4 separate regions of the Mus musculus genome follow, and regions 1, 3 and 4 are each linked to region 2. A link is a contact called in public Hi-C, HiChIP or PLAC-seq and promoter capture Hi-C data. All regions are on one chromosome and are shown on one strand. The core of a region is the stretch at or near the end of the contact, and the rest is flanking DNA. Distances in the headings are between cores, read along the strand shown. Region 1 has its middle 29 kb from the start of Gm35787. Region 2 holds the start of Elovl6 (ELOVL family member 6, elongation of long chain fatty acids (yeast)). Region 3 has its middle 21 kb from the start of Enpep. Region 4 overlaps Enpep (glutamyl aminopeptidase).

Region 1 (5,175 bases), core at 983-3,482, 140 kb before region 2:
TTCCCATTTGTCTGTCATTCTTACCTATTGGCGTTTGACTCCTTTGTACTCTGGGCGCTCGGTTTTGAGCCCAGGACTTTATGCATTACGCAGGGCATCTTTCAGTAAGCATCATTTCATCCCCCACCCATGACTTTTTATTAACTCTGTGTACATACATGTATCTACATATGTAAACATAAAGTGTGTATGGTTCACTGAGCAGTGTTATAGAGCATGTAACCAGACTCAAATCAGGACACAGTACCACCCAGCATTCCCAAGGCCCTAGAACTGTCTAGAGCTGTGGTTCTCAGCCTTCCTAATGCTTCGATCCTTCAGTACAGTTCCTCATGTTGTGGTGACCACCGACCATAAAATTACTTTTGTTGCTACTTCATAACTGTAATTTTGCTACTGTTATGAGTCATAATGCAAATAATATCTGCTAAGCAAGATATCTGATATCACCCAGGAAAGGGTGATTCAACCCCCAAGGAGGTCGAGACCCCACACATTGAGAACAACTCTTCTTAAAGTTCACTTTTATTTCCTTTTAGCCTCTTCTCCGTTGTTGAGTTCTAATTTTATCTACAAATTTTGGTGAAGACAGTTTTCCCATGCTTGCTTCTCAAGCCAATTGCTATATTCCTTTGAGAATATTTTGGCTTTCTTCCTCTCTCTCTCTCTCTCTCTCTCTCTCTCTCTCTCTCTCTCTCTCCCTCTCTCTCTCTCCCTTTCTTCTTTCTTCTTAACTTATAAAGTCTTCCTTCACTCAGAAGGCCAGTGACTGTTCCCCTATATTTTGGTCAGGAATGCTTGATTGCAACATGTCATCCTCCCTGGGATCCACTTTGGTGTGAGATGGGGATGATAGCTTCAATCACTGTTTTGCCAGTAGCCCATCTTAAAAGAGCTTTTGTTCCCAGGGGTCACAGCTGTGCTAGCTGGACAGCTTCCTCCGGGCAAGAGACATGGTTTAGTTTGAGGAGAGAAGGGTTAGTCAGGACTCCCTAAGCTGAGGAATCCAGAAAACTTCATGATAGATAGGGTTTTTCAAAGTGAGTCAAGAATTTTATACACGTTTGGACCTAGCTATACAGTGACCTGAAGAGGGGCAGCAAATAGCTTGGCTAAACATCATCCCGACAATGTTAAATGAATGAGCTAATTGGGGAAAGGTCATTTCCTTACCTTGTACGTCAAAATGACAGTCTGACGTTTTCTGGGAAAGGGGCCACAGAGCTATTCACAGGCAAGTGGGCTGACAGCACAGAAGGGAGGCTTGGAAGGGCAGTTTGGCCACAAAGAACGAAATGTGAAATGTGTTAACAAGTGACAAGGTGGAGATTCTAATGCTCTTTCTGCTCCTTAAAATCCGTGTGCCCTTTAAAAATATACCCGATCAAACTGTCGTTTTCTAACAGGCACAAGCAAATGCTCGACCCTCCATTTTGCTGAAGGTTGGGAAATGCCGCATCAATAGAAGGAGCTTGGCCCCAGGGTGGGCAGCTCACTCTCAGTGCAGTTTTCCCACAAGATGGAGTGCTGAGGTGAAAAGTAGAGACAGTAGAGAGTGGGGACGGAGTTGGAGAGTGGGGATGGAGCTGGAGGGGTCCACCAGCTGCAGACTGGAGACAGGTCAGGGAATGGGTGCGGCTACCCACTTGCTGGACGATAGAACTGATCAAAGGGAAATGAGCAAAGCCCCTGCAGACACTGTTGAGAATTTTACATCTGTGTGGGGCAATGGGCTATTCACAGACAGGCTGATCTCCAGTCGAGTTGAGGTCTGAACCCCGGTAGAACCCGTGATGGTAATTCCCACCTACATGGGACAGAAGATGTTCCCTCATGTCTCCTGGACCTTCAGGCTAGACGCCTCCCAGTTACCTAGCAACAGCAAGACCACTATATGAGGGGCTGCTTGGCCCCTCCTCGCTCTCTTAAGCTTTTACTTTCCCCCTTACTCTCCCCCTTACTCTCCCCCTTACTCTCTCTCCTCGCTCTCTCTTTCTAACCTCTTACTCTTCTCTAGCCTTTCTTCTTTCTCTCTCTCGTTTCCCCTTCCCTTCTCTTGGCCATGGTCACTCCCCCCCCCCCCCCACCTTCTCTCCGTTCTCCCTGCCTTTCTACAATACAGCTCTAAAATTATAGACTGTCTCTGTTCGTCAAGGTCCACTGTGCTTGGATGATCAGCTAGGCTTTCTCCTAATGAGCCGTGTCTAACCTCCCCTCAGAAGGCTTTCCGTGTCCAGCCACAAACCGAAACTAAGAACTCTCGTCTGCGTGGGAACCTTTCCCCTTGCCCTCTCTCCCATATCTCTGGGGCCGAGAGTGTCACCCCGGGAACCCTGGTATCGGGGGCTGCCCCTTGTCCACCCCCCATCAAGTGGGGTCCAGTGACTTCATACAGCCAGATGCCCACCGGGGAAAAGCGTCCAGCAGTCCTCCTGAGTTCGCCTGCCCAGAGCACAGGAACTCTGGTCAGACACGGGCTCTCTCCCTCCCCCCTCTTCCCCTATACCCACAGCCCCACACATCTGTGTTTTCCTCCCTAACAAGAAGGGGACATTGTGGGGCTGTGGTGGGAAGAGCATGGACTTTGAAATCAAGCCAGGGACTGGATCCCGACTCTACTCTGTAAGACCTGAAGGACATTTATTAGCCTCTCAGGGACGTCAGTTACATCTCACACAATGGGGAGAAAGCAACATTGTCTTAGGGTCTCTATTCCTGCACAAACATCATGACCAAGGAGCAAGTTGGGGAGGAAAGGGTTTATTTGGCTTACATTTCCGCATTGCTGTTCATCACTGAAAGAAGTCAGGACTGGAACTCAAGCAGGCCAGGGAGCAGGAGCTGATGCAGAGGCCATTGAGGGATGTTCTTTACTGGCTTGCCTCCCCTGGCTTGCTCAGCCTGCTCTCTTATAGAACCCAAGACTACCAGCCCAGAGATGGTCCCACCCACAAAGGGCCTTTCCCCCTTGATCACTAATTGAGAAAATGACTTACAGTTGGATCTCATGGAGGCATTTCCTCAACTGAAGCTCCTTTCTCTGTGATAACTCCAGCTGTGTCAAGTTGACACAAAACCAGCCAGTACAAACACCTTGGTCAGAGAGTAGAACTAGACCACTCTGCATATAAAGGACCCAGAGGAAAGCCTAGGACCAAATGGGAGGTAGGCTTCGCCATTTCTGTCAAGTGCTTCTGTTTTCTTTTCCTGTGTATAAATAACAGGTTTACTTCAATGTCAATAAAAAAATGGATTTGGGAGGACTGGAGAGATAGCTCAGCAGTCAAGAGAGAGCACTGACTGCCCTTACGGAGGTCCTGAGTTCAAATTCCAGCAACCACATGTGGCTCACAACCACCTGTAATGAGATCTGTTGCCCTCTTCTGGTGTGTCTGAAGACAGCTACAGTGTATGTACATATAATAAATAAATAAATCTTTTTAAAAATGGATTTGATTACTATAAACAAGAAGTCTCAAAGGGGTATAAAGACCCCTCCTATCCTTTTTCCCTTGGCCAGGCTTGTGGTTTGAACCTCCTGTTACAGGAAGTTTGGGGGGTGCTCTTAAGACTTCTGAGGGCGTGTACAACCACTCTGGAAATCAGTCTGGCGGTTCCTCAGAAAATTGGACATAGTACTACCGGAGGATCCAGCAATACCTCTCCTGGGCATATATCCAGAAGATGCCCCAACTGGTAAGAAGGACACATGCTCCACTATGTTCATAGCAGCCTTATTTATAATAGCCAGAAGCTGGAAAGAACCTAGATGCCCCTCAACAGAGGAATGGATACAGAAAATGTGGTACATCTACACAATGGAGTACTACTCAGCTATTAAAAAGAATGAATTTATGAAATTCCTAGCCAAATGGATGGACCTGGAGGGCATCATCCTGAGTGAGGTAACATATTCACAAAGGAACTCACACAATATGTACTCACTGATAAGTGGATATTAGCCCAAAACCTAGGATACCCAAGATATAATATACAATTTCCTAAACACATGAAACTCAAGAAAAATGAAGACTGAAGTGTGGACACTATGCCCCTCCTTAGAAGTGGGAACAAAACACCCATGGAAGGAGTTACAGAGACAAAGTTTGGAGCTGAGATGAAAGGATGGACCATGTAGAGACTGCCATATCCAGGGATCCACCCCATAATCAGCATCCAAACGCTGACACCATTGCATACACTAGCAAGATTTTGTTGAAAGGACCCAGATGTAGCTGTCTCTTGTGAGACTATGCCGGGGCCTAGCAAACACAGAAGTGGATGCTCACAGTCAGCTAATGAATGGATCACAGGGCTCCCAATGGAGGAGCTAGAGAAAGTACCCAAGGAGCTGGGGGGATCTGAACCCTATAGATGGAACAACATTATGAACTAACCAGTACCCCGGAACTCTTGACTCTAGCTGCATATGTATCAAAAGATGGCCTAGTTGGCCATCACTGGAAAGAGAGGCCCATTGGACTTGCAAACTTTATATGCCCCAGTACAGGGGAACGCCAGGGCCAAAAAGGGGAAGTGGGTGGGTAGGGGAGTGAGGGTGGGTGGGTATAGGAGACTTTTGGTATAGCATTGGAAATGTAAACGAGCTAAATACCTAATAAAAAATGGAAAAAAAAAAAGAAAAAAAAAGTAAATTCTCTCTCTGCTTTCCAAAATAAATCTTTATTTTTATTCAAAAAAAAAAAAAAAAAAAAAAAAGACTTCTGAGAGCCGGGTGTGGTTGTGCATGCCTTTTAGTCCCAGCACTTGGGAGGCAGAGGCAGGCAGATTTCTAAGTTCGAGGCCAGCCTGGTTTACAAAGTGAGTTCCAGGACAGCCAGGGCGATACAGAGAAACCCTGTCTCGACACAAAACAAAACAAAACAAAACAAAACAAAACAAAACAAAACAAGACTTCTGAGAGTCTCTCAGCTGTTAGTGAGTGTAGCTTGGAAGGCTAGGGACCCAGAAGATTCCATGACTGTCAAAACCATCCTAAGGTTGTAGCTTTCAGCTTCACAGACCGCAGAGGGTGAGTTTTAGAGAGCTTACCATCGGTGGCAGCTAAGAGAAAACCAGAGAAGTGAGAGATCCAGTTAGTAGGAGGATGTCAGAGGGAGCAGGCCCGCACCCTCCTATCGCTATGACCCTCTAATACAGTTCCTCATGCTGGGT
Region 2 (4,744 bases), core at 248-2,747:
TCTTGTTACTAGACCAGGCTAATCTCAAACTCACAAAAATCCACATGCTTCTGACTCCAGAGTGTATTAGGATTAAGGACATACCCACCCCCCAATTAAGGACATACCCCACCCTTTTAAGACTTGGGGGGCAGGGGAAGCAAGGATGTCACTGTGAAATTCAGACTCACCTCAAATTTCTGGCAATTTTACTAGCACCAGTCTTCCCGCCTCAGCCTCCAGTGTCTTCCTGAGATGATCTGACTGCATGAAATGCCCTCGCCTCATTTTAGTTGGCTGGTAGGTGAGGAAATGAACATCTTAGAGGGTATTTTCTCTCTGGTCCTAATGTACATCTTTAAACTAATAGGTTCTTAGCTGGGCTGTGGTGGCCCGAACCTTAGTCCCAGAACTTGTGAGTGAGGCAGAGGCAGGCAGATCTCTGAGTCTGAGACCAGCCTGGTTTACAGAGCCAGTTCCAGGGCAACAAGGGCTACACAGAAAAATCATGTCTCGAAAAGCCAAAAGCACCTAAAAAACCCAAACCAAACAAACAAAAAAACCCAATCTTGAAAATCACAAACATTTAAAAAACAAACAAACAAACTAATAAGTGTTGATCAGTATCTTTTGTTGGATCTAAATATTATATTATTAGGTACCTTATTGTCTCTTACTTCCTTCTTCCTTTTAGGACTAGAAAATACCATCCTCCAGAAAAATAAGGAGTATTTGGGAATGGTTGCTGTGAGCTGGTAGCCCAGGGGGAGGATTAGCATTACATAAATCCCTCTCCTACATTAATCTTTTCTTCCTAATTTCACAAGAATAAGGCAGAACTAAAGTAAAGCAGATAGATAAAGTTTTGGTATTTAGATCAGTAGGCCTAATTCTGTATGCCAAATTCCCTTCCTTTGTTCATTAATATCCCCTCCTGGTAGCCAAACCCTCTACCTAACTTCTGCCTCCTAGTCAACCTTGACTTCCCAGGTCCTCATCCTCAGCATCCTGTCTGCACGTGGTCTTAGTTCCGAAGGCTACCTGGCCCTAAGGTCAAGGTAAATCCGCGCCCAAGCTGCCCGGTGGAGGTGGTCTCAGAGGGTGCTGCGGGATCGAGGTAGTGAGGAGACTAGATCGCAAGACGTGATCCTCACATTTATTTGCCTGGAGTTCTCATGCCAGAGAACCTGGCAGATTTTACTATTTCCCAATTGTTTACTCGCCAAGCTTTCAGGTCCACGCGCCTCAGGGCTGCGCCTCTCACTCTGAAACTTCATTCAAAGGCCAGGCAGGGAGGCCCAAGAGGTGGCGAATGGGCTTGAGTATGACCTCAAGGCCACTTCCTCCCTCTTGGCGCCCTTCCCTCCCCTCCCCCAGTCCACCAACCACCTTCTTGTAAACAAAACTATCCCCCAGGGCGATGGGAGGTCTTGCTCTTCTGCGCCCTCTCGCGCAAAGGGTTAATTTTCCCGATCGCACGAGGGGGAGGAGATTTCCCTGTAGACGAGTAAAAAGCGTGATGGACAAACGTGCGGGCACTAAGACCGCAAGGCATTCATTTCCTCCTACGGTGGATGCGGACGCTGGGAGGAGAGCCCCTGAGCTAGGAGCTGGGAGCAGAGGCGCAGGCAATGCTCAACCCTGGATGTAGCTGAGAGGCTGGGAGAGAGATCGGCCAGGAGACTGACGGCGGGGCAATACCTAGGGGGGTGGGAGGGGGAAGCAGACAGGAGAGCACTCAAAATAAAAGGCTCTTTACAGATTTTTTTATTTTGTATAGAGAACACGTAGCGACTCCGAAGATCAGCCCCAATGAACATGTCAGTGTTGACTTTACAAGAATATGAATTCGAAAAGCAGTTCAACGAGAACGAAGCCATCCAATGGATGCAGGAAAACTGGTAGGTGATGCTTTCGCGAGATACTATTCCCGGGAGTGCATTAATGTCGGTATTCCTGGTCTGAGCGTGAGCGGAGCGACGGATGGATTGCCGGCAGTAGCCAGCAGATCGCGGAGTTCCAGGGTCTCATGTCTGCAGGAGACTCTGAAGCTGCATGGAAGCGTGCGGTTTGGGGGGTGCTCTGTGTGAGCCGCGGCCACGCGGGCATCTTTGTGTAGATTATATAACATAGAACATATAATATGTGTACCTGTAATAATATACGGGAGACAGAGGCATGTTACAATCCAGCTATCCCACCTGTGTTGTCTCCCTGCTTTCGCTTAGATTTGGGGGTTCTGCTTGGCCTCCCGCAACTGGAGCGTGCAAGGCAGTGGAGGGAGGACCCGGTCTCCGCTCCCTTTAACCCTCTTCAGCCCGCCTCTCTCTGGTCCTTTCCCTCTCCCCATCCCTCGTGTCCTTCCTTTCTCCTTGTAGTTCTTCCACTTTACTGCCCTCCCTTGACTGCCGCCTCCAGCCGTAGATGCCCAGGGTCCAGGACCCCTTCCCCACTCAGATTACTTTCCGGTTTCATAAAGACATCGGGGAGGAGGGGACAATGAAAACTGCAATAAAAATGAATGAACCCGAGCAAGTGGAGCCACGCCATTATTAAGTTTCTGTGTAAAGGAAACGCCTTTTGGACACGCTTCTCCGCGTGGAGCAGCAGTTTAAGTACTGGAAGGCTCCTGCCAGGGCAGTCTCGGAGGTCTTTCCCCAGAACTTCGAATCCGGGAAAACATCTTGTTTACTGAGTTCCTCCGGTCAGTCTTCTGAAAAATCCCCGTGTGGGAGGCGATCCGGTGTCACCTTGCAGTATTTTAAGAAGGGAGCTCCCTCCTTCCCGTAGACCGTGCTGTGGTTGGAGATGTTTCCCTCCGGTTTAGTGCGAGCCCCCTCGATCTCCCCACCCCCACCCCACCCCCTCTGCGCCGCGGCCGGCCCTCGGGGGGCTTCCGGGCTCCGGGAGGTTCCGCTGCCGCGTGCGAGGGCGCTCGCGACCTGCCTTCCCTCCCTCCATTCATCAATGGGAAACCGGAGACGCCGGCGCTCCCGGGCTGGAGCGGGTGGTGGCAGCCGCCGGGGGTTCGCCTTCTCCAGCCCGATCCCGGGCTTGCTGCTCCCGCCCCTTCTCGCCCGCGGGGAGCGCGCCCACCCTTGGCCTTCAGCTTGCGAGCTGGGCCCTTGGGCGGTTTACGGCGGCGGCCGGGCGGAGCCGAGACTCCGGGGCGCGCGAGTTCGGGCCGCGGCATGGCGGCTGCCTGGAGGCCCTGAGCCCCAGAGCCAGCCTGGTGCGGTCGCCGGCGTGCTCCTGGACACCGAGGACGCGGGCCTGGGTCCCGAGCGCGATTACACCCCCGGGGAGTCTGGATCGCCCCGTAAGGGGGAGGCCATAGGGAGGCCCGAGCGCTGCAGGAAGCCCAGCCCCCTCGGGCTGGCGTTCGGGGGGTCCTAGCGGTGCACTTCCTCCCGTTAGGGGCTTGGGGGGGAGGGGGGGCTGTGACCCGAGCTCAACCTGCCAACCTAGGGCTCCGATCTTCTCTGAGACCATTTGTCACCGTCCCTTGCAGGGCTCTAGCCTGCCTTCCTGCCTTCCTCCTCCAGTAGCCCGCAGCTCGCGTCTCTAGCTTGCTGCATCCCGGTTGGGCCTGTCATTCCGGAGCAGGCATTCCTAGCCTCTGCAGGCGCATGGCACTCAGTCTGCCCTGCTGCTGCACCACCCTAGTGCATGCTGTTTGTTGCCCACCCCACCCCACCCCCTTTTCCTAAGGTACCCCAGGACCATTTCCCGCCTCTTTCTCCAGACACTCAGTTAAGTGACTTTCACTCTGTCAGAACTAGACAGGTCCTTGGTCCTCGTGGGACTGAAAATATCCCAAATCCATGAATTTCTTTTCCCTTGTTATTCTTTGGCCACTATTAACTCCTGAACAGTACTTATGTTCTTCCTGACAATGTATTTTCATTATCTTATTTTCCTTATTTCTTATTTTAAAGGTGGCTCCTAGCACATCGTGGGCTGATGTGATGAACCTTTTCTGGTCTTTTTTTTTTTTTTTTTCTGGTCTTGATTTTGCAAAGCATTTTGCAAAATCTTACTTTGTACAAGGCAGATGCTTACAAGGTCCAGCGATTAAAACGCTCATTTGACCGCCAACACAACCTGCTCATATCCGTGTCTGGATTCAGCATGCTTGGCTTGCGTTTTGAACGCTGTTCTAGTCACACTGTAGAATGGATGTTCTTCCCGTCTTTTGATCGTTGGCTTTATAGTTTTGGATAGCTTATTACAGTGGATAAGCTTATTACATCTCGTCCGTGCTGATCTTAGCCACTGTCCCTTTTCACTTCACGATTCTAGTTCTCTTGGAGCCTGATTTCAGAACTTTCCCACCCGCTCTCCGCAACCAAAATGTCTTGGTCGTAATGAAGGTTCTCTTCTCATGTCATTAGACAGGAATCCCATCATAAAGGCTTATATATACCCTCTTGCGAGGGGAGTTGAGGGGCTCCAGAACCATCAAGTCTCACCTTCACCTGTCCTTGTCACTTAGAATGGTTTGAAATAGCTTCTGGAAGAAATCAAGTATAGAAGCCTGTGTGCCCTGTCTTTTGAGAACCTATTTGTAACTGTTCTTTAAAATCTGCTAGACCTAGTCTAAACAAAGTTGCTAATTGTAACAAATCTCTAGTAAGCTGAGTTGCCAGGGCCTCTGACCACCGCTGGGGTCGAGGTGGGGGTTGGGGGAGCCAGGCACGGGTCCTTACATTACAGTAGTCTGTATATAGGAACTAGCCTCATTTAGGAGCACTTGGAATAAGGA
Region 3 (5,070 bases), core at 913-3,412, 180 kb before region 2:
GGGCTCCCCTTACAGTCTCCAACATTGGATAGATGACTGGAGCGTTTCCCACCAGTTCCTCAATCACCTAATCTTTGTGACCTTTGATTCGAAGATAGAAAAACGTGGGGTTATCGGCAGAGCCTGTGCTTCATTTAGCACATCTCTTATCTAGCCAAATTCCTATCACACCCTTCCCACACCCAAGCTGAACCTTGAATCGGCATTCTGCACTCTTGGATTAGGCTGTTGCTGAGGGTCAGGTGCCTGTCATGGGCAGGGCTGTTCAGTAGAGCCAAGTGTCCATCAAGCCTAGAACTGAGGTAGAGATCTCAAACATAACTTCCTTAGCAGCACGTGATGGCTGATTTGCTAATTCATCTTAGCCGCTTCTACCTGCATAAAATACCTACAGAAAAAACATAGATTTGCCTTCCATAAGAACACAAGGATTGTAGTGCTCTACTGCAGTTTTGATATAACCTAATTAATATAAGACAACTAAAATCACACTCAGGTAAGGACCAATGTAAAGCTGCTGCTCCAGCACCGTAACTGCCTGCCTGCTGCCACGCTCTCTGCAATGATGGTCATAGACTCACACCCTGAAACTCTAAGCTTCCAATAAACTCTTTCTTCTATAAGTTGTTTTGGTCATGGTATCTCTTCACAGCAATGAAATATAAGACACCACTGCAGTGTGTAGTTTTTACTACGCCCACTTTAAGCTCTGAGTGAACCATGCTACCAGCCTCACCCAGGTTCCCTTAGATCTGTGGATGAAAGACAGACAGACAGACAGACAGACAGACACACACACACACACACACACACACACACACACACACACCAACTAGCTTATTTTTATATGCTTTAGCTCAGTGGCTTCCTCAGCTACTGCATCCGCTTTTTCACTCCCAGTTCAGCACCCTAAATCTGCCCTCAGCTTAGTTATGTTTCTAATCTCCTCCCTGCTAACCCAGGCCCAGTCAGGGAAGCGGCCAATGGCCACTCCACCCTAGATCTCACATGGCTGGTGGCTTTTTCTCCCTCCAAAGCATGGTGACTCTCTTTGCCCCCCAAGTCTGCTAGCCTGCCTTCGGGAAAACTGAAAGTCACACCTATTCTGTCCAGCCCATTGGCTGCTAGTATTTTTATTGACCAATCAAGAACCAGTGGGGAACTGGACCTTCACTGCTCACACGCAAATTCCCAATCACGGCATCAGAACCACCTCTTATACACTGTCTCTCAGTATAGGTGGCACCAGATGTAGAAGGACTGAGGAGAAAGGAGTGATGCCTTTGCCAATGCACTTCCCCTGCCTGAGGCTGAGGGCAGCCATTGTGTTGTTGCCTCTGCTTCCATCTTTTTGCTAACATTAGAACCTAGCCCCTTCAGTCTTCCCTAGGGACTGAAGACTCATAGTTCTCCGGGAATCCTCCAGATCTTCAGTGACTGATTCTGAATCCGGAGGCATCCAGGCTCATGGAATGAGCAACTTCAGGGTTCTCAGCTCTTCAGCATGTAGATGGCCATCGTTGGCCTACCCTGCCTGTGTCATGGAAGCTTAACTAACAAATCTCCTTTGTAATGTTGGTTCTGTCCCTCTAGAGAACCCTCACTAGTATAATATAAGGCTCTTTTCCCAGGAGAGAGGGAGAGGGAGAGGGAGAGGGAGAGGGAGAGGGGGAGGGGGAGGGAGAGGGGGAGGGGGAGAGGGAGAGGGGGAGGGGAGGGGGAGAGGGAGAGGGGGAGGGGGAGAGAGGGAGAGAGGGAGAGGGAGAGAGGGAGAGAGGGAGAGAGGGAGAGAGGGAGAGAGGGAGAGAGGGAGAGGGAGAGAGGGAGAGAGGGAGAGAGGGAGAGGGAGAGAGAGAGAGAGGGAGAGGGAGAGAGAGAGAGGGAGAGAATTGGTGGACTGACTCTTACTCTGAGACTCTGAGCCAAGAGAACTGTGAATCTGGACTGATGAAGTAGCAGAAAGACATTAGACTCCTTCACAAATTAGTCAGTCATTTATGGTGATGGGATGGGTCACTCTGAGTGTAGAGTGCTGTGTGAGTGACAGTGGGACTGTCACTGGACTTTCAGTCCTATTCTATTTCTGACATTCTTGACTGTGGTGGTAAATTTCTGTTCTTCACCCTTGAAGCACCAGTCTGGAGTCTGCAGCAGCCAGGGCCATCTGTGGTAAAGGCAGTTTCCTCACACAGTGAGGGGCTCAGCTGCAACAGCAGGTGGAGGCAGTCCTATACAGCCAGTTTCTTGGAGGGTGGTCATGGAATGATGGGGTCCATTCCTCTCAGGGAAGGACAAGTTCTGACTCCAGCTGCAAAGCCAAAGCAAACAGATATACTCCTCCATGACAAACATTCTGGAAGATTCTGGACAATTCTGGACATATCAAAGGAAGGAGCCTAGTGGAGTCCTCTCTTCCTGTCGAAGTGGGCATGACAGTGAAACTTGATTGCTCCCGAGAGACAGTAGAAGGTAGGTACAGACAGGCTTCTTGTCTCCTTTTCTGCTCAAAGGTTCCTCGAGGCAAGTGTGAAAATAAAATAGGAATAGTCCTGAAGTAGTTTCTTTGGAAACTATTGCCAACTAAAACTTCCACTTCAAATCCCATTGAAACTTCTTGATATTTGCTTTGCAGTTTTCAAAATGAATATGTAAATATTGCTCAACTCTACAACTTTTTTTTCTTCTTCTGAGATTGCTTTTTTTTTTTTTTTTTCCTGAACAGAATCTCAACATGTAGCCCTGGCTAGCCTAAATGAAACTTGCTATGTAGACCAGGGTGGCCACAAACCCACGGAAAACCACCTGCTATCTGCCTCTGCTGGGATTAAAGGTGGACACTGCCGCAGACCCTCTTTGGTCCCTGTCTGTGTGGAATGGGTCTCTGGTTGCAGGTGGACAAGGACTCGGCAGGAATTGACAGACAGACTGGACACGAGGGAGTGTGGATCTGAATGTAATTTGTCAAATTGAGCATCAAACTTTTTATACAGAAGAAAATAGGGAAGTTGGGTGACACATCAGCAAGGTACAAAGAGGTTACTGGATGCTTACACAAAACAGAGGAATGCAAACACAGAAGGATTGGCAGGAACCAACTGAGATAAAATTGAATGTTAACAACTGGGATCAAAAACAGCTCCATCTAAGATCCACTTAATCTTAGAAGCCAGGAAGGCACGAAGATAGTTCCTACTCCAATCTATTGTATAGTCCACCTTTCCCCTAGGCCATTGTAAATTCCTGTGTATGGGTAGAACTCAGCTATCTATAGTTCTAAGTATCTACTCTGGTTCCTCTTTAGGTCACAAACTTCCTTCTTCCTAGATAATGGTAAATTTCTGTGTAGAGCAGTGACTTAGCTATACATGCCCAAGGTCAGATCAAGGACTGCCTAGAATCTAACTTAGCTATATGTCAAAATATCAATCCTTATTAGCACTTGTAATAAAGCAATATTAAGGGAAAGCACACAGATTCATTTACCAACTAAAGCAAGGACATTGGAGCATTCTTTATACAGGATGCCACAATTCCAGGAGACTAAGTTTCCATGAACTTTTTGCCTCGGGACAGCGCCCAGGTTTTTGGGGCCTGTTGTGCTTGTCACTACTGGAGTAGATGTAGCAGAATGAGAATGGGTCCCATACTCATATATTGTGAACACTTGGCCACCAGTGGGTGGAACTATTTGGGAATGAGTAGGAGGTGTGGCATTGCTGGAGGAGGTGTGTCCATGGGAGGTGGGCTTTGATCTTTCAAGAGCACATGTCTTTCTCAGCTAGCTCTCTCTACCTTGCACTTATGGATCTAGATGTAAAGCTCTCAGCTACTGCCCCAGTGCCATGCCTGCCTGCTTGCTCCCCACCATGATGCTCATGAGCTCCAACTGTCTGGATCTGTAGGTCTCAGGCTAGATGCTTTCTTTTGTAAGTTGCGTTGGTCATGATTTTTTGTGCTAGCAATAGGTACTAAGGTGTGGTGAAAGGGAGTAAGGTAACCAGGAAGGTTAAATACCATTTAATTACAAGATACTGGGAAAAAAACTATGGGGACAGTAGACAGATTGGTGGTTTCTGGGAATTCAAGGGAGGGGAAGGAGGGGCCAATTGTGGAGCACAGGATTTTTAGAAAGATAGTTGATACTATAGTGTTTCGTGCGTGTCACAGTATACTCATTCAAACAGAGCTCTTACCAAAGACAAACCTTGATGTAAACTTCGGACTTCAGTTAATAATGTGCCGATTCCAGCTCATCTTTTATAACAAGTGTTGTAATTCTGTGTGATGGTAGGGAGCAAGATGGGAGGGAAGATAAAGAGTATGTAGACACTCTTTGTACTTTCCTAATGTGCTGACTATGGAACCCAGGGCCATTTAACAAGTACTAAACAAGCACTTACCATCTAGATACATCCCTGACCCTTTTAATTATTTTTATTTGAAGACAGAGCCTTCTATAAGCCAAGCTAGGCTCAAACTCACTACGGAACCATGGAAGGCCTTGAACTTATGATCTGTCTCCATCTTATGAGTAGCTGGGATTCCAGGCATTCACTACCACAGCTAGTATCATCAACATTTCTGTGACCTTAAAGCTGCTGGAAAATAAAAGCGTATGAATTAAGTTTATCTGTTCCAGTGTATACCTATGCATACTCACCTATACAAGGACAATAAAAATGCACAGCAATGAGAAAACAGTGCTTCACGGCATTGCTGTAGTGTACGGTGAAATGTCCTTACAACTCCTTTTACGGGACTTTTTAGGTACCTTGTCTTTATCAGAACTGGCAATGGTTGGAAGCATATCGAACAGTACAACCAAGAGTGTCAGCGCTCAGAAATGCATTCCAAGGTGCAGTCATCATAATCCAGAACTGCAGAGGCAGGAGTTACAGAGATGGGAATCATAGCAGGGGGGGTGATGGTGACCCCTGTGGTCTACAGAGAAGGGAGAAGCGTGTGTTCAGAGAGAAGCACGGGCTCAGCCGATGAATCCTGACAGGCCCTTGAAAGCCTGAACCCTTAGCACATTTAACATGGCATCTCAAAGTCAAGTTGAACAATGAA
Region 4 (5,188 bases), core at 2,020-4,519, 220 kb before region 2:
TGTTCCAAACCAATGCTGTGTATCTCCTACCTTGCTGTATGATATCCCATCAAACACAGATGTTATTTCAGCTGGCGTGGACACGGTGACGACCACTGGATGTGAAGACATCAGGGAGTCGTCCTCTTGCACGGGGAACACATCTTCAAGCAGCACCTGACTGAGCTGACAGAAAGCAGAGAGAGTTAGCACTTCCCTCGGACGGCTTTCTATTTCATAACATGCTACGGATTCAAAGCGGTGGGGACAGAAGCGGCAATGGCTCAGATGGTGTAACAAGGTCTCTGGGTTTTCAAATGAATGCTGTACGATCAAGCCTGTGCCCTCGCTGATTCCTCTCCTCTTTCTGTAATTCTCACTGCTCCGCACTTTAAACTGCACCAAACCTGATGTCCCCTCTTGGGGGTCACCATGAACATTGACCGACGTAGAGACTCAATTGGCCAAAGATGTTGTTTCCGGTTACTTGTCCTTGGAATGTGAACAGTTTCTAATCAATCAAAGAAAGCCCTTGCTCATTCTTTAGTTCTAGGGATCAATTGTGATTTGGCCATAGGTTTTCTCAGTCGAGAGGCATGGCTATGATCCTCACAGTATGGTTGGGCTTCCTTGGCTGAGAGCACAGTCTTTCTCTCTTCTTGATTCATAACTTAAACTAGATCCCTGGTCACTAGCAGTGAGAGCCCCTCCTCTTTGGACTTGTGCACAGGACTCAAAACTCCAGTTCATGTGCAGCACTTGATACATAGTACTGGGTACGCAGGGGAACTCTGCAAATTGTCTGTCATTGTTACTTTGATTCATATGGATGAAGATTCTGCAAACTCACCCTGTTAAACTAGTACTAATTAAAAAAAAAAAACAAAAAAACAAAAAACATCAACACTTTAGTTCTTCTACTAGCTTAAAATATTTCCAAAAAGGGTGCTTGTCATGTTAACTTATATTTCCCAGTGTCATGGTTGCCCTTCATAATAGACAAGGTTCTGTGGTTGGATGATGCCCACAATCACAGTTTGACTTGAATTTTGTTTGTTGGGTGGGTTGGTTGGTTCGGTTTGCATGTCAAGAGGTTTAAGTGAGAAGAAAAACCCGTGTTTTTCTGAATGTACCCTGCCTCTCACATCATTGGGGAGTGTTATTATCTTCTTCAAGCAAAAAGTTGTCACTGATGAAGTAAGTCACAGAGGTATTCATGGGATTTTTCTTTCTAACTTATTTACCAGACTCCTTTCCACACAAGGCCGTAAACTGGGAACTCCGTGAGGACTAAATAAATGTTTTTATCAAATGACTTGATTGTCTGCTCTTAGGTAAATGCAAGATGAATAAATAGGAAGAAGGGAGGGGGGGCAAATTACAGCTATTTATGTGATTATATTCCACTGAGGGGTAAAAGAGTGAGTAATAAATTCTAGAATACACCAATCCCACCCCCACCCCTTCCCGGTCCTGAGAATTGAGCCTAGGACTTTGCCCATGCTAGCAAAATACTCTATCACTGAGATACATCCACAGCCTTGGTTTTCTAAGTCAGGGCTTCACTAAGAATCTCAGGCTAGCCTTGAACTCTTGATTCTGTTGCTTCAATCTCCCAAGTGCAGGGTTCACTGGCGTTTACAACCAAGCTGGGCTTAATGGTGTTTTGAAACATCAAAATTGGAGTTTAACTGACTATTCAAATGTTACAGTTTAATATCAGAATTTGATAAAGGGAGGTCACCAAAATACTTTAATAGAAAAAATAAAAGACAAAATTATTTACCCGTTGTGTAGTTTATTTTCAAAAAATTACGAATTCATCAATGTTTACTGTCATGATGATCGGCAACTGAAGATTTTTACTTGTTTATTTTTATCTCTATTCCTAGCCTTTGTCACCACTGGGACAGGGGAGCTAGCAGTAGAGAGTGTGACAGGAACTGGCTAGTGTGCACTGCATAGGGAGGCCCATGAAACAAAGCATTGCCCCAAATGTTAATAGTTCCCGGGTGGAAAAACCCTGATGTAAATTGTTTAAAGACTCAACTTTGCAGAGCAGTTCCCCTCACCTTTCAAAGAAGGTTAGGGGGGATGCAAGTATTTAATGTAAAAGATAGATTTCCCAAGGGACAGGCTGATGGCACACTCCTTTCATCTCGGCACTCTGGAGGCAGAGGTAGACAGATCTCTGTGGATTCAAGCGGGGAGGGGGAGTCCTGGGGGGGGGGTAGGATTTACAACAATTGCTTCTTAAAACTTTTTAACCTACATCAGCAGCTGGGACTACAGGGACAAGATCAAGTCAACCAAACTTCCCAGCTTGGACTGGGGAGAGCTTATGCTATGTACCCCTAGCTTAGGAGCTGCCCCACCCCCATTGATGGCAGCTATGCAGGGGAGGGTTCCATTTTTCTTCAGGAATGTGGCCCTGGAAAGTCTACCCCATGTTCCAGTAGCTGGTCCTACACCCGAGTGTATTTTCATTTGTTTGTTTGCTGTTTGTTTTGTAAGGACATAAAATTGAGAAGGAAAAGTTGGGACAGTGAGGAGATGGGGGGAAGAGGCAGGAGGCAGGGAAAAAAAAAAGTTTTAAAGTTGAAAAAGGAAAACTGTTATAGACTCTTGCGCCCCAGGGAAGTTAAACTTCTGTTGGATGGTGTGCTCCTGTATTTTTAAATTTGCCCTTTAGTAGCTTTTCAGCGACACTTAGGAAGCATTGGAGTTTAGAGGTCACTTAAAAATACTTTCAGAAGTCAGAGAAAGATAAAAATAACTCCAAGTTGAGCAGTCTTGTTATTTCTTTATCAAATTCACGTGGGAGACTAAGCCCTTTAAATACACTTTATTGTTCGCCTTTACAACAACTGGACGAGGCAGTTCTTTTTAAAGGGATGCAGACAAGGTAAGTTACTCAATGTCACAAACTAGTCCAGTAGAGGGCAGTATTCTACATACTTCATGGTAATCTACATCTACACAGAGATAGGTATACACATCTATGGAGTGAACACACATGCATATATTCAGCCAGAGACGAATACTTACACGATCTAAATACAAACAGAAAAGGCTTAATTTTCCTAAAGAAAATTCTGTAGCAATCCTGGAAAGTTTTATTCCAGGTCCCTTGAGAGCACACTGAGAACGTTCACTAAGCCTACAGTTTGACAACTTGAACGCTTACTTGATACTGAACAATGCTCTCATCGGACATGAAAGGGAGAGCTGACCCAGAGAAGAGCGTGCACCTCGCTTGTGGCCAGGCTTCCTGCTGTGCATCTGAGAGCTGATGCATTTAGGATGTGAGCTTGCACCTAACTGCTAAGTTTTCACCACATCACAGCCTTGCAGCAACCAGCTCAAGTCAAAGAGCTTATAAAATAAGACTTGGGAAGGGCTGACACCCTACTTCCTGGAAATGCAAGGTGGGCGTTTCTTACACTTTCTGCCCTGATCCCCCATCTAGACAGGTGTTTGTCTATGGCTCCCTACTGCCTCAATGACCAGGTAAAGGCTCTTGGCAAAGAGCAGCTCAGGGGAAGTTCCTGGCTCCTGGCTTCTGACTACCTTCACAACGGATATTTGACACTGATCCTAGACCTCTGTCAAAGGCTTCAGTTGGGTTTCCACGAAGAAACAGATTCAGATTGTGTTAGGACTCACCATCTGCCAGTCTTTTTCTGCGTGGTTTACTCCCAAGAACTCGAAGAACGAAGCAAATCCTTCATTTAGCCACAAGTCGTCCCACCAGTCCATGGTCACAGTATTTCCAAACCACTGAAATGAAAAGCAACGGGGAAATAGATGCTTACTCTCGCAGTAGGGAGGTGCTAGGAAATTTCATGGCGTGGATTTGTAACTGACACAGAAGCAATCAGTATTGTACCTAACATGTATTTCCCACTTCATCTTGATTTGAGGAATGTTAAATTCTCCAGTTTATTAATATAATTTAAGGAATATATAATGTTATAGGAAGGTCTCTTGTGTTTTTATTAAATGCAAAACAGTCTAAAACTGTGGTTCTCAGCCTTCCTAATGCTGCCACCCTTTAATGCAGTTTCACACGTTGTGGTGACCCCAACCATAAAATTATTTTTTGTTCCTACTTTGTAACTCTAATTTTGCTACTGCTATTAATCATAATAGACATATCTGTGCTTTCTGATGGTCTTAGGTAACCTCTGTGAAAGGGTCATTTGACACCCACCGGGTGACCATCCACAGGTTGAGAACCGCTGGAAAGTTTCTGTGCAGTAAAATATTAGTGAAGGCTTAGACTAGCTTTCACGTGGGATGTTCTGAGTGGGTCTGTTTCACTTCGTTAGTCATCCACACTTTGTATTACTGCTGTGGAAAGAGGCCAGTTTTAAAAAGCAAGTGGATTTGTTTCAGGGAGGCCCTCTCTACCTGGTGTACAAGTTCGTGGGCAACCACGCTGGCCACTCTCTGCTGGTTAGATGAGGCCGATAGTAGGGGGTCGTAAAGCAGGTTTGTTTCTCGGTAAGTGACAAGTCCCCAATTTTCCATGGCGCCGGTGCCAAAATCTGGAATAGCAATTTTATCTGTGGAAAAAGACAGTCTGGTGAGAAATGCATTCTTTCCACTTGTTCACAGCGTCTCTTACCAAATTAACTTCTTTGGTTGACTTTGTTTTTTAAGGCTAAAAATAATGTTTCAGAGTGAGAGGCAGAAATCGTTTGTGCACAAACTCAGTCCTAATGCTCTCAACATTCCCACGGAGAAGTTCCTGTAGCCTCCAGACTTCAGTGTGTCGTCCCTCCCTAGCCCTCCCTTTTCTCTGAAGGATTACATGACTGCTCTTTTATTCCAAGCCTCTCTGGTTTTATGTCTTTTCTTCTCTTTACAGTAATTCATTTTTATTACTTTCCCCCATCTTTTATTTATGACGTTGGTTATAAACAGCACCTATTTGGGGGATACAGTGTTAGGGAAAAAAAAAGAGTGAAGCCTTTAAATGAGAACTGAGAAGACAGAACATGTGAGTTCAGAGAGACAGCTTGCATGTCAAGGACACAGACTTAGAAACCCGAGTGATGTACAATTTAAGGACAGTCTGATTCTCGGCCAATCTAATGTCCCTTTCCTCTTTTCCTCCACCTTCCCTTTGCCATCTTCCTTTGTATTTTAAATAAGCTAGAAGGACATGGAATTGACCAATTTCTCTCTCTATTTTTTTATCCAG

The links. Promoter capture Hi-C pulls out the DNA fragments that hold promoters and counts their contacts. A called contact is a pair of places that touch in the nucleus more often than the background predicts. HiChIP or PLAC-seq counts read pairs in DNA pulled down with a chosen protein or histone mark.
Region 1: a Hi-C map of muscle stem cells shows a contact between it and region 2, with 3 times the contacts expected there. The contact joins the enhancer-like site here to the promoter of Elovl6 in region 2. A contact is called at or near these places in 1 of 484 Hi-C or Micro-C datasets (muscle stem cells), 7 of 115 datasets of contacts at active chromatin or transcription factors (the 230-238 cell line, the SCID.adh cell line, embryonic stem cells and 2 more) and 1 of 9 other capture datasets (liver).
Region 3: a promoter capture Hi-C map of pre-B cells shows a contact between it and region 2. The contact joins the enhancer-like site here to the promoter of Elovl6 in region 2. A contact is called at or near these places in 3 of 39 promoter capture datasets (cranial neural crest, maxillary cranial neural crest and pre-B cells), 1 of 15 datasets of contacts at CTCF or cohesin (large pre-B cells), 8 of 115 datasets of contacts at active chromatin or transcription factors (the 230-238 cell line, embryonic midbrain, embryonic stem cells and 3 more) and 2 of 9 other capture datasets (adipose tissue and liver).
Region 4: an H3K4me3 HiChIP or PLAC-seq map of pro-B cells shows a contact between it and region 2, with 7 times the contacts expected there. The contact joins the enhancer-like site here to the promoter of Elovl6 in region 2. A contact is called at or near these places in 21 of 39 promoter capture datasets (the 3T3-L1 cell line, 3T3-L1-derived adipocytes, the C10 cell line and 14 more), 5 of 15 datasets of contacts at CTCF or cohesin (CD8 T cells, embryonic stem cells, large pre-B cells and 2 more), 144 of 484 Hi-C or Micro-C datasets (3T3-L1-derived adipocytes, the 63-12 cell line, B cells and 70 more), 52 of 115 datasets of contacts at active chromatin or transcription factors (the 230-238 cell line, CD8 T cells, DN3 thymocytes and 31 more) and 5 of 9 other capture datasets (adipose tissue, embryonic stem cells, liver and 2 more).

What each region holds. Positions count from the first base shown.
Region 1 is chr3:129,391,124-129,396,298 of GRCm38.p6, forward strand. No RefSeq gene overlaps it. Among named protein-coding and RNA genes, the nearest start is that of Gm35787, 29 kb to the right of the region's middle. Within about 2 kb of position 2,233, at least 29 of the 459 cell types and tissues checked have an H3K27ac peak or open chromatin away from gene starts, as enhancers often do. A contact at or near this core is called in muscle stem cells, where this site is marked.
Region 2 is chr3:129,530,889-129,535,632 of GRCm38.p6, forward strand. It overlaps Elovl6 (ELOVL family member 6, elongation of long chain fatty acids (yeast)), which reads left to right and starts at 1,498. Exons shown (of 5, transcript NM_130450.2): 1 at 1,498-1,607; 2 at 1,760-1,880. The coding sequence starts at 1,792. Gm35986 (predicted gene, 35986) reads right to left here and starts at 1,500. Exons shown (of 3, transcript NR_153368.1): 1 at 1,369-1,500; 2 at 171-276.
Region 3 is chr3:129,351,484-129,356,553 of GRCm38.p6, forward strand. No RefSeq gene overlaps it. Among named protein-coding and RNA genes, the nearest start is that of Enpep, 21 kb to the left of the region's middle. Within about 2 kb of position 2,163, at least 10 of the 459 cell types and tissues checked have an H3K27ac peak or open chromatin away from gene starts, as enhancers often do. A contact at or near this core is called in pre-B cells, where this site is marked.
Region 4 is chr3:129,305,377-129,310,564 of GRCm38.p6, forward strand. Enpep (glutamyl aminopeptidase) reads right to left here. Exons shown (of 20, transcript NM_007934.3): 5 at 4,393-4,547; 6 at 3,646-3,759; 7 at 31-165. Among named protein-coding and RNA genes, the nearest start is that of Enpep, 25 kb to the right of the region's middle. Within about 2 kb of position 3,270, at least 29 of the 459 cell types and tissues checked have an H3K27ac peak or open chromatin away from gene starts, as enhancers often do. A contact at or near this core is called in the 63-12 cell line, CD8 T cells, Th1 cells and 3 more, where this site is marked.